Regions from separate parts of the Ovis aries genome. Here region 1 is linked to region 2. A link is a contact called in public Hi-C data. All regions are on one chromosome and are shown on one strand. The core of a region is the stretch at or near the end of the contact, and the rest is flanking DNA. Distances in the headings are between cores, read along the strand shown.

Evidence for each region. A called contact is a pair of places that touch in the nucleus more often than the background predicts.
Region 1: a Hi-C map of hypothalamus shows a contact between it and region 2, with 3 times the contacts expected there. The contact joins two enhancer-like sites. A contact is called at or near these places in 2 of 16 Hi-C or Micro-C datasets (hypothalamus and tail adipose tissue).

What each region holds. Positions count from the first base shown.
Region 1 is chr3:9,834,387-9,838,853 of ARS-UI_Ramb_v3.0, forward strand. No RefSeq gene overlaps it. Among named protein-coding and RNA genes, the nearest start is that of MVB12B, 37 kb to the left of the region's middle. Within about 2 kb of position 1,570, at least 10 of the 54 cell types and tissues checked have an H3K27ac peak or open chromatin away from gene starts, as enhancers often do. A contact at or near this core is called in hypothalamus and tail adipose tissue, where this site is marked.
Region 2 is chr3:9,623,942-9,628,685 of ARS-UI_Ramb_v3.0, forward strand. MVB12B (multivesicular body subunit 12B) reads right to left here. Exons shown (of 14, transcript XR_009600100.1): 8 at 2,892-2,947; 9 at 263-322. It overlaps LOC132659553 (a long non-coding RNA gene), which reads left to right. Exons shown (of 2, transcript XR_009600101.1): 2 at 1-115. Among named protein-coding and RNA genes, the nearest start is that of LMX1B, 120 kb to the left of the region's middle. Within about 2 kb of position 1,775, at least 17 of the 54 cell types and tissues checked have an H3K27ac peak or open chromatin away from gene starts, as enhancers often do. A contact at or near this core is called in hypothalamus and tail adipose tissue, where this site is marked.

The DNA.
Region 1 (4,467 bases), core at 320-2,819, 210 kb after region 2:
CGGGACTCTGGGGCTTGGAAGTCTTTCTGACCCTGTTTCTTGACTCCAACTTCCATGACCTTCCCTAAGTTCCAAAGGGCAGATGTGAACAGTTTCTAACCCAGGAAGGGAAAAGATGGAATGCAAAGACAACACAGGAGCAGCCTTGGGGCAGGGTCCTGGTTCTACTGCAAAGGATACATATAACAAGGTCTTTAAGCCCTTTATAGAGCTGTGTGTGTTAGCTGCTCAGTCATGTCTGACTCTTTGTGACCCCATGGATTGCAGCCCACCAGGGTCCTCTGTCCGTGGAATTCTCCAGGCAAGAAGACGGGAGTGGGTTGCCATTCCCTTCTCCAGGGGATCTTCCTGGCCGAGGGGTAGAACCCACATCTCCTGCATTGCAGGCAGATTCTTATAGAATTAAAACCCAGGAAATGGAAGATGTCCGCTTTCTTCATACCGGAGAAGACCACCTGGGGCTAAAGGAACCAGAAAAGCTCATTAAGAAGATTACCTGAGGCCAGATTAGAGGAGCGCAGGCCCTGCACACACCTGACCCTTATAAGGAGCCCCCACCCTTGAACCATTTGCCATAGAAGTCCTCACCAAACACCTTGGGTTGGGACACAGTTTTCAAGGGCAGGAGATTGCTGTGTTCCCCTTTGCCTGGCAAAGCAATAAAGCTATTGTTTTCTGCTTTGCCCTGAATTCTGCTCTGAGATTTGATTCACCACAGGTGCAGAGAGGTCGAGCTTTCAGCATCTCTATCATTAGCCCCATTTTAAAGACAAGGAAGCTGAGGCTCAACAAGACTAAGAAATAGCTCTCTGACTCACATCTTAAGTTTCACAGTAGGGACTTCTGAATGAAAGAGGAGATCCCATGGCTCCTCTTCCTGCAAGCCTTTCCTAGTTCCCCCTTGTCAAAGCGGTTTTTCTTTACCGAACCCCCACAGACCTTCCACCTGCTCTTCGGAGCTGAGCACCTTTCGTCTTGTCCTAGGTCTGAGAATTGTGTCTGTTCTCCGTTTGTTCATTCATTCATTCAGTATTTATTCCCAGGCCGTGTGTAAGGCACTAGGGATATAGTCAAGTAAAGTCCCTGCTTCCACAGAGTTTATTGTCCAGTGGGGGAGATAGACATTAAACAGATAATGACACCAATATTAGTTAATTGCAATTGTTATAAATGTTATGAAGAAGTCCAGGGGGATGTGAGCATTTATAACAGGGTATATGATTCTAAAAGGCTGTGATGTCGCCTCTGAGAAAGCAAGATTTCAGCTGAGTTCTGGTTGATAGGGACCGGCAAGGGCAAGAAAAGATTGGGGGTGGGCAGGAAGATTTCAAGGCAGGGAAAAGAGCTGGAGCCAGGTCCTGAGGCTAAAGGAATGTGCTGAGCTGAGCCTGGGCACAGTGGGTCAGAAGGGCAGGACTGGGGGCTGGCACTCGCCTGGCACTGCTGTCTGGATGAGTCTCCCTTCATGCATGCTGTCTGCCCAGCCAGAGGCTCCTGGACTGGGAGGCAGGGACTGGAGTGAGAGTTTGCAGGCATTTGGTTTCTGGATAGCTGGCAACTGGGAGCAATGCTGTTCTCTGGCCATACCCCATGCTCCTGGGTCAGGAGGAGGGAGGTAGCAGAGGACTCACAGCACACTTTTTATATATGTGGGGCCATAATATTTAAGTGTCTTGGCTGTAAGCCTACGACTAGGTCCCCCGACAGCCAAGCCTTGCTCCGCACGCTCTAACAGCTGTCTGTAAAACCCGTTTATGGAGCCTCCATAAATTTCCCAGCTGCTGCAAACACAGGGCTGGGACAAAGAGTCGGCGGGAGGGAGGTGTGGGAGAGCCAGGCTCCAGCGTCTCTGCTGGCTCGTCCTCTGGGCTCCGGCTTGCCCCCTGCTCACCAGGGGCCGCCTTACCCTAAATTCTTTTATTGAAGCTGATCTCAACGTCAACCCCGTGGGGCCCGGCTGGGCGATCCAGCTCAGCACAGTCGCGGGCACTTTCAAGATTGCAGCAAAAGGTACAGTAAATCAGAATTAAGTGTCATGATAGTGATTTGAACTGACACTGTTTTCACCTTGTCCATTTACTGGGAAATATATAACAGGAATAGATTGAGCCTGTCATATTGTACCTGAAAAATACAGCTGTTAGGCTAGGAAAGGCAGCTGGCACTGAGGCAGGGTCCCAGTGGACAGGGGGTGCATGGCGGGGGGTAGGGGCTTGTTGTCAGCATCCTGTTGGGGTGAAAGCTTGTCCTGGGAACACTGAGAGCCTGATCATGCTTTTCCAAGGGCCCATTTAAGGCAGAATCAGCCCGACCAGCCTTCTAGGTAGTCATGTCCCAACTGCCAGCTCTGCTGCCCTGAGGGCCTGAAATGCCCAGACTGCATTTTTAAAAAAGCTTTCTATTAAAGCATAACATAGACACAAGTAAATGCACAAATCCCATTGCTTGATTTAAGGTCACCAAATGAACACACTTGTCTACCCAACACACAGATCAAAAAATAAGACAGAAATGTGCAAATGGCCCCCTCTGCCCTCTCTCTACCCTCTGCCCCCCATCTTCCACAAGGAGCAGGAGGGGGCACTATTCTGATGTCTCAAGCTGTGGACTGATTTTGTACGTGGCATTTTACTGAGGTCATCTTGAAATTCCCACCGATTTTTGGTCCCCAAAGAAAATAGGGACCTCTCAGCTTTAATATGGGGCTTCCCAGGTAGTGTTAGTGGTAAAGAACCCGCCTGCCAGTGCAGGAGACTTAAGAGACGTGGGTTTGATCCCTGAATCAGGAAGATCCCCTGGAGAAGGGCATGGCAATCTACTCCAGTATTCTTGCCTGGAGACTTCCATGGACAGAGGAGCCTGGAGGGCTACAGTCCGTGCGGTTGCCAACAGGTGGACACGACTGAAGTGACTTAGCATGCGTGCACACAGCTTTAAAATACTTTATAAGGAATATGAGCAACAGATACCCCTCCTCTCCTCCTGGAATCTCGCACAGGGTCTTGACCCCATTCCAGAAGCAAGATGGGTAGGAGGGATCTGAGATGGGTGTGAAATGGCAGGGGTGGGGCAGGACTCAGAGACTGGGAGAACTGAATAGGGGGCGTGGAGGAGGAGAGAGGGTCAGGGACAGGGTAAGTGTCAAGGATAAATTGAGGGTCAAGGCTCAGGGCAGGCTCAGCAATGGGGTGGAGGCTTGAACGGGAGGACCTCAGGGAGGTATGAGGTGAGAGAGTCTAAGAGGTCCACACTTTGCAATGCAAGAAGCTGAACCTGGTGTCTTGAGGCTGTTGTTCAGTTGCTCAGTCGCATCTGACTCTTTGCGACCCCATGGCCTGCAGAATGCCAGGCTTCCCTGTCCTTCACCATCTCCCGGAACTTGCTCAAACTCAAGTCTTGGGGGTCAAAGCGCTAACAAAACGCAGATGGGGACAAGCTTTTTGCAGGAGGACTGAGGCTGTCGCGCTCCTCCCTCCCCCCCCAATTCCTCATGGACCCTGGCAGCCCCAGGCTTGGGTTGGCTCAGCCTCCCTGCCTCTGCCAGGCGGAGCCCTCTACACCCTTCCTAGGCTGACAGGGTGGAAAGCAGCTTGGCGGCCACAGCGCCACCATCTGGTGGCCTTGGGATCCGCTCAGCTGTGGCCTCCACCCTCAGTCTCCTCTTTCCTGCTGGGCCTCGAACTCGGCCCTGAACCCATCCTGCTGGTCTGGGCTTGGAACCCCCTGCATAAACCACGCCAGCTCCCATCCTCCAAAGTCACAACTGCTCCCCGAGCTTCCGGCTGCTGGCTGGGGACCTCGCATGAATAGATCACTTTGGTGCTGCTGTGTATCTGACTCTAAGTATCTCCTGCTGCTGAAGGATACCCTCAGGAGGATGTCCTGTCCACCGTCTCGGGTGTGAAGAACTGTTCTTCTCGAGCTCCATCTTTAAGCTGACCTAATGCCACCCTTCCCCAGGACCACACCACTCAGATCATGATGGCTGCCTCCTTCACAAAGGGGACTCCTGCTTCCTTCCGGTCACCACATCCTGAGGCCACCGTCTGCTTCAGCCCGTTGTTGTTGTTCAATTACTAAGTCGTGTCCAACTCTGCAGCCCCACAGACTGGAGCACGCCAGGCTCCTCTGTCATCGGTGCTTGCTTTACAGGAGGCCCGTTCTTTGCCCTGCCTTGGCCTCCAAGGCTTTGACCTCTGGCCCTGGATTCTCTCCGCTTCTGGAACCTCAGGTAGGACTTGTCCTCAGGGGGTAGACTGGATTCTTCCTGTGAAAAGACAAGACATGCATCCTCCTCTGCACAAGGCCTTCCCGAGCACCCCACTCTCAGCCACATTCTGAGCCAAGCACCACAGCCATCTTGCCTGGTGCTGACTCTCATGGGACGGCAAGCTCCATGGCGGCAGGTATGGAGCATGTTTCCATTATCCGCTCAGAGCCTGACACGAAGATGTCATTCACAAATAC
Region 2 (4,744 bases), core at 525-3,024:
TTTTTAACAAAATGAAGCAGCGTTGACTGTTCTGTGTTATCATGTAAAACCTTCTGTCTTATTACTTTAAGTCATACATGCATTAAAAAGTGAGTTTCTTCTTCTTAGTAGTAAACTTGAGTGAAAGCATCTTTCTCAGAGGGCCGCCCCACCCTGAGGTCCCTTCTTGTCCCTGGAACACACCCTTAATGTGGAAGGGAGACGCTGGGCCGGCCAGCGAGGACCTGGGCCCTACCTGCCCCATTCTGGGGAGCTTGCTTACCTCTTTTTCAATTTCTGCCAGAGATTTGATGGTGATTCCCAGGAGATCAAAGGGCTGCATCTGAAAATACATCAAGTCACCCTTTCACATGGCTGGAAAAAGTGCTGCTTCACATTTGCTTTCCTTCACAACTGCGACACTTCAAACCCCACTGCGATCTGGTGTTTTCTCCACTCCTTTCCACAGAAACCATCAGTGTGACTCCACAGTGCTGCGTGAGCAGACTCAGAAAACCTGGCTGCCACCGGGGCCCTTCTGGTGGGGACTCCTGCTTAGGCGCCCAGGTCGGGGGTGGGGGGCCGCCACAGCTCTCCTGAAAGACCGTCACTGCTATCAGTAACTTCTGCCTCTCGTCTCTCTCTGACCACCCCCCACCCTACCCCGGAAAGACCAGTATGCTCTTTCTGCAGCCAGGGGGATGCAGGTGCCCACGGCTTCACTACACTGCCCTGACCACCCTCACCTGGGTGTTGGAATGGGTTTGAGGAACTCTGGGGAGGCAGGCAGCCCATCTCTTGCCTGGGACTCCTTAGCATCAGGGAAGGGGGTGGAGGGAACTCTAGGTCATTTAAAATGCCAGGTGAATGAACTAACCAACTGCCCATCAATGGTCGTTTGAGAAATCAACAGTGGTGGAAAATAATAACACCATTTTAATTGAGTGTTTGCTTCTAAAACTTCATAGAGATGGGGACCTTTCTTCTTTGAGAACACTGGCTTTTCCACACCCAGCATGAAAAATTAAACACACAGGGCAATGAGAGTCAGCTGGAGGCCCAGAGAAGCCTGGGCTGAAGTGCCTGGTGAGGGGCAGAGGGAGCCCTGTCCCCGAGGTCCCTGGCCTGGGTCCCCCCTGGGACCCCCATCATCTGTATTCCCAAGGCAGCCCCCCGGGGCTAGCAGCTGGGGGTGAACAGGTGCAACCTGAGAGTCGGATAAAACCCCTGGAGGCCTTCGTGGTTTTGAACTGCAGCCCAGAAGCAGGGGCAAGAGCTGGAGTCTGAGCCGGGCCAGGGGGGATTCCCTGAAGGCCCGCTCTGAGCCCCAGGACCCGGATTCTGACGGGACTCAGCGCCTCCGCCTGCCTCTAGGCGGGATGTAGCAGGACAGGTTAATCCCTCCATCAACCTCTTCTCCGGTTACAAAGCATCGCGGGCGGGCCCCTCCTGGCCAGGCCAGGCTGCCGGGAGATTAGAGAGAGAAGCGAGGGGAAGCGCTGGACTTGGCCCGTGGCCGCCTGCCTGAGCACTCGCTGAGTCGGCAGATCCCGGACTTGGGACAGGGCCACCGAATTAGGCTCTCGGCTCCTGGAGCTGCGCTGCCCTCAGCCACAAAACAGTTTGGCTTTCTCCTGCTGCCAGCCCGCGCGGCGTGAGCACCGGGCCGCCTGCCTGCGCGGCCCGGGATCCAGCGGCGGTCCAGCTGTTGTATCATTAGGCTCTAACTGCCCCACTAAACTTGCCCGCTTGGAGCCGCAGCGCAGGACAGAATGGCCTCTCCAACCGCGCGGGCGGGAGAGGCGCCAGCGTCTCCATGGCAACACAGCCAAGTGGAGTGAGTGGTCGGCTGAAGTTACACAGGCTCTGCGTGTCAACATCACGAGCGTGTTTTTTTCTTTTTTTCAAGATTAAGCCGCTTACCAGAAGGGTTCAGAGGAGGCCTATTATATTTCATGAAAATGGAAACTCCAGGGCAGGTCAGATCGCAAGCTGGGTGGTTTTAAGCTGGATCCAAGAAAAACACTTTTGCTTGAAGGACTCTGAGCTGGTGCCCAAACCAGGGATGTCGTGTTTATTAACTACTCAAGAGCAAACTTCTGCAGCAAGGATTTGAAAAACATCCAGGAACAAGTCTACAGAGCCCACAGACCCGGCCTGCACCACTGAGGGGTACAGGCGCCGCCAGAGACAGGGCACAGGGGTGCCAGGCGGGCCCGAGGCCATGCCTGCCTCTCAAGGTGTGGGGTCCGGCCTGCAGGCCTGGCGCGTTCACTCAGTCCCTCTGTCACTAAAGACGGCTTGGGGGCCCAGCCTGGCCTTGGTTCCCTCTCGTGCACCGTGGGGTCTGTGCTGGCCTGCCGTGGGCGATGGACCCACAGCTGCTGGGCAGCAGCCTGCGTGAGCACGCCCAGCCCCGCCATTCAGACGCCTGCGACTCAGAGCGGAGAATGTGGTCGTCACAGGATGCGGCAATGACAATGGGGAAGGGTTAGCAGCTTGCTTTCTGCTGAACGTTGTCAATGTTAAATAAAAAAGAGCAGAAATTAACAAGGTGAGCTTGGAAACCAGGAATATTTACAGCCAGCAAGGTTCAGAACAATTCACCATCACATCTGAATCCAGAAGCCTCGGCTGTGGCTGCGTCTGAGTGTGTCTGTTCGTCTGTCTTGCTCCCTCCCCACCCTTATCCCTTCTTTTTTCTCACTTATCAAGAACCTTCTAGGCACAGCTACAGAGTCCTGCTCTTGAGCTTCTGGTGGTGGGGGGTGGGGCACCAGGGTAGCGATGGATGATTCTGGCAAGGGAGGGGTTTGGGGGCTGCCAGGATGGCCCTGCAGCGCTGTGAAGAGAAGGGCTTAGGCTAGAGGCAGAGGGAGCCGAGGCCGAGTGCAATCATGCAAGAAACTTACACTTTCTGGAACACAAGAAAACTTCTCTGAAATCATAAAAGGCACACCATCCATGGCTGCAAAAGAAGAGGGGAAAAAAACAGTGAAAATAAATGGCACTGCAGATCCACTGACGTTCAGTAACTTGAGCTATTGACACGGATAGTACAGGCTGGTCAGGGGCTGGAGCTGGCTGACACGTGCACGGGTGAGTGGGGCCAAGGGCGACATGTGCCCAGGTACCATCCGTGCTCCCAGGACACACCTGGTGCGCGAGGCAGACACCCACCGGGAGGTGCAGACAGGAGCTGAGAGCAGGGACGGCCCGGAGCCCACCCAGGGTCCCGCTGTGAGTGGGGTAGCCACTGCGGAGCTGGGGGCAGGACAGAGGCACACGGGGTGGAAGGGACAAGGCTGGGGGCTTGGGGCGGAGGTGGGCAGTGGCTGCGTCCATGAGGCGCCCTCCTGGCCAAGTCCTGATCACAGCCACGCTGTCAGGCTCACAGGAAAGGCCCAGGTCCGGGGGAAGAGAGTGGTTCTGCAGTCAGAAAGACTGGGTTGAACCCTGGCCACTACCTTGGGTGTGCTTGGGTTTAAAAGGAGGGCGGTGTGGCCTGTGTAGGAGTTGGTGTGAGCTGTCCATGTGAGCTCGGCAGGCGGGCCTACATGGCCACCACGGCTGGCTCCTGGTCTTTCAGGGCTGGATGGAAGCAGAACTGTCTGCTCAGTGTTCAGAGGACACAGCAGCAGTGGGAATGGGCCCCCGGAAGGGAAAACAGGGAAGGCAGGGGTCAGGGGTTCAGGTCCTTTCCCACGGCCCCGCATCCACTGCGCCCCCAGGTCATCATCGCCTCCGAGTCACGACCTGGGGCTGCCCCTCTTCTCCCAGGATGAGGGATTCCGACGTCCATGAGGAAACCCTGGTACCCAGGGAAACAGGGCACCCTGGACAGAGCGTAACACAGACGCTCCTAGCGTGAAGGCTGCGCAGCCACAGGCTGAGATGGGCAGGGGCTTCGCCCGGGGTCCAGCGTCCCCATCAGCCCTGAGCAGAGGCCAAACTGGCCTCACTAGTCCCAGCCACAGGCACGGCGGTGGGGGGGTCGGGGGGGGCAGGGCCTCACGGTTTTCTGGTGAGTTGTGGTCACGGAAAGGTGTGGAGTGACGAGCTAGTTCCCTGGGAATGTGGGAATGAAGGTCTCCACTTTCCCTGTCATCTTGGGATGGGGGGGCCTTCTCTGGGACACTGGTGGTGGACAATGGTTTTTCTTTTTTTCTGTCCTAAGAAATAGAGAGTTGCAGAAGCAGAAAGAAGAAAAGGAAGTAAGAAAAGAACTCTGGGACAAATCCTCTCTGATCAACAAAATGAGCCAAATGTCTCATTTTAAGCTACTTTCATCATTTCTGGGGAGGAAGAAAATGGACCCTTCTCTGGGAAGTATGAAAAGAAACTAGCACGGTCAGCCCCACGACAGCACGGGACACCCCCTCCTTTCCTGGGAGGGCTGCGTGGGCCACGGGGCTCGGACAGAGACATCTGTGGTCAGAGGCCTTGCATCACAGAGGCCCCAGGGACCTGCCCTCCCTGCCTGGAGACCCAGCTAAGCACTGGGGACAGCGTGACATCTCCCCAGGAAGGAGCAGGGAGCCCACCGTCACCTTATGCAGTATGTCACATACAAAAATATACTAAGGAAATCTGAGCACCTACATGCGTTCTACATGCATGGAGAAGGAAATGGCAGCCCACTCCAGGATTCTTGCCTGGAGAATCTCCTGGATGGAGGAGCCTGGTGGGCTACAGTCCATGGGGTCACAAAGAGCCGGACACGACTGAAGTGACACAGCCACACTTGTGCACTCACAGCTGGGGA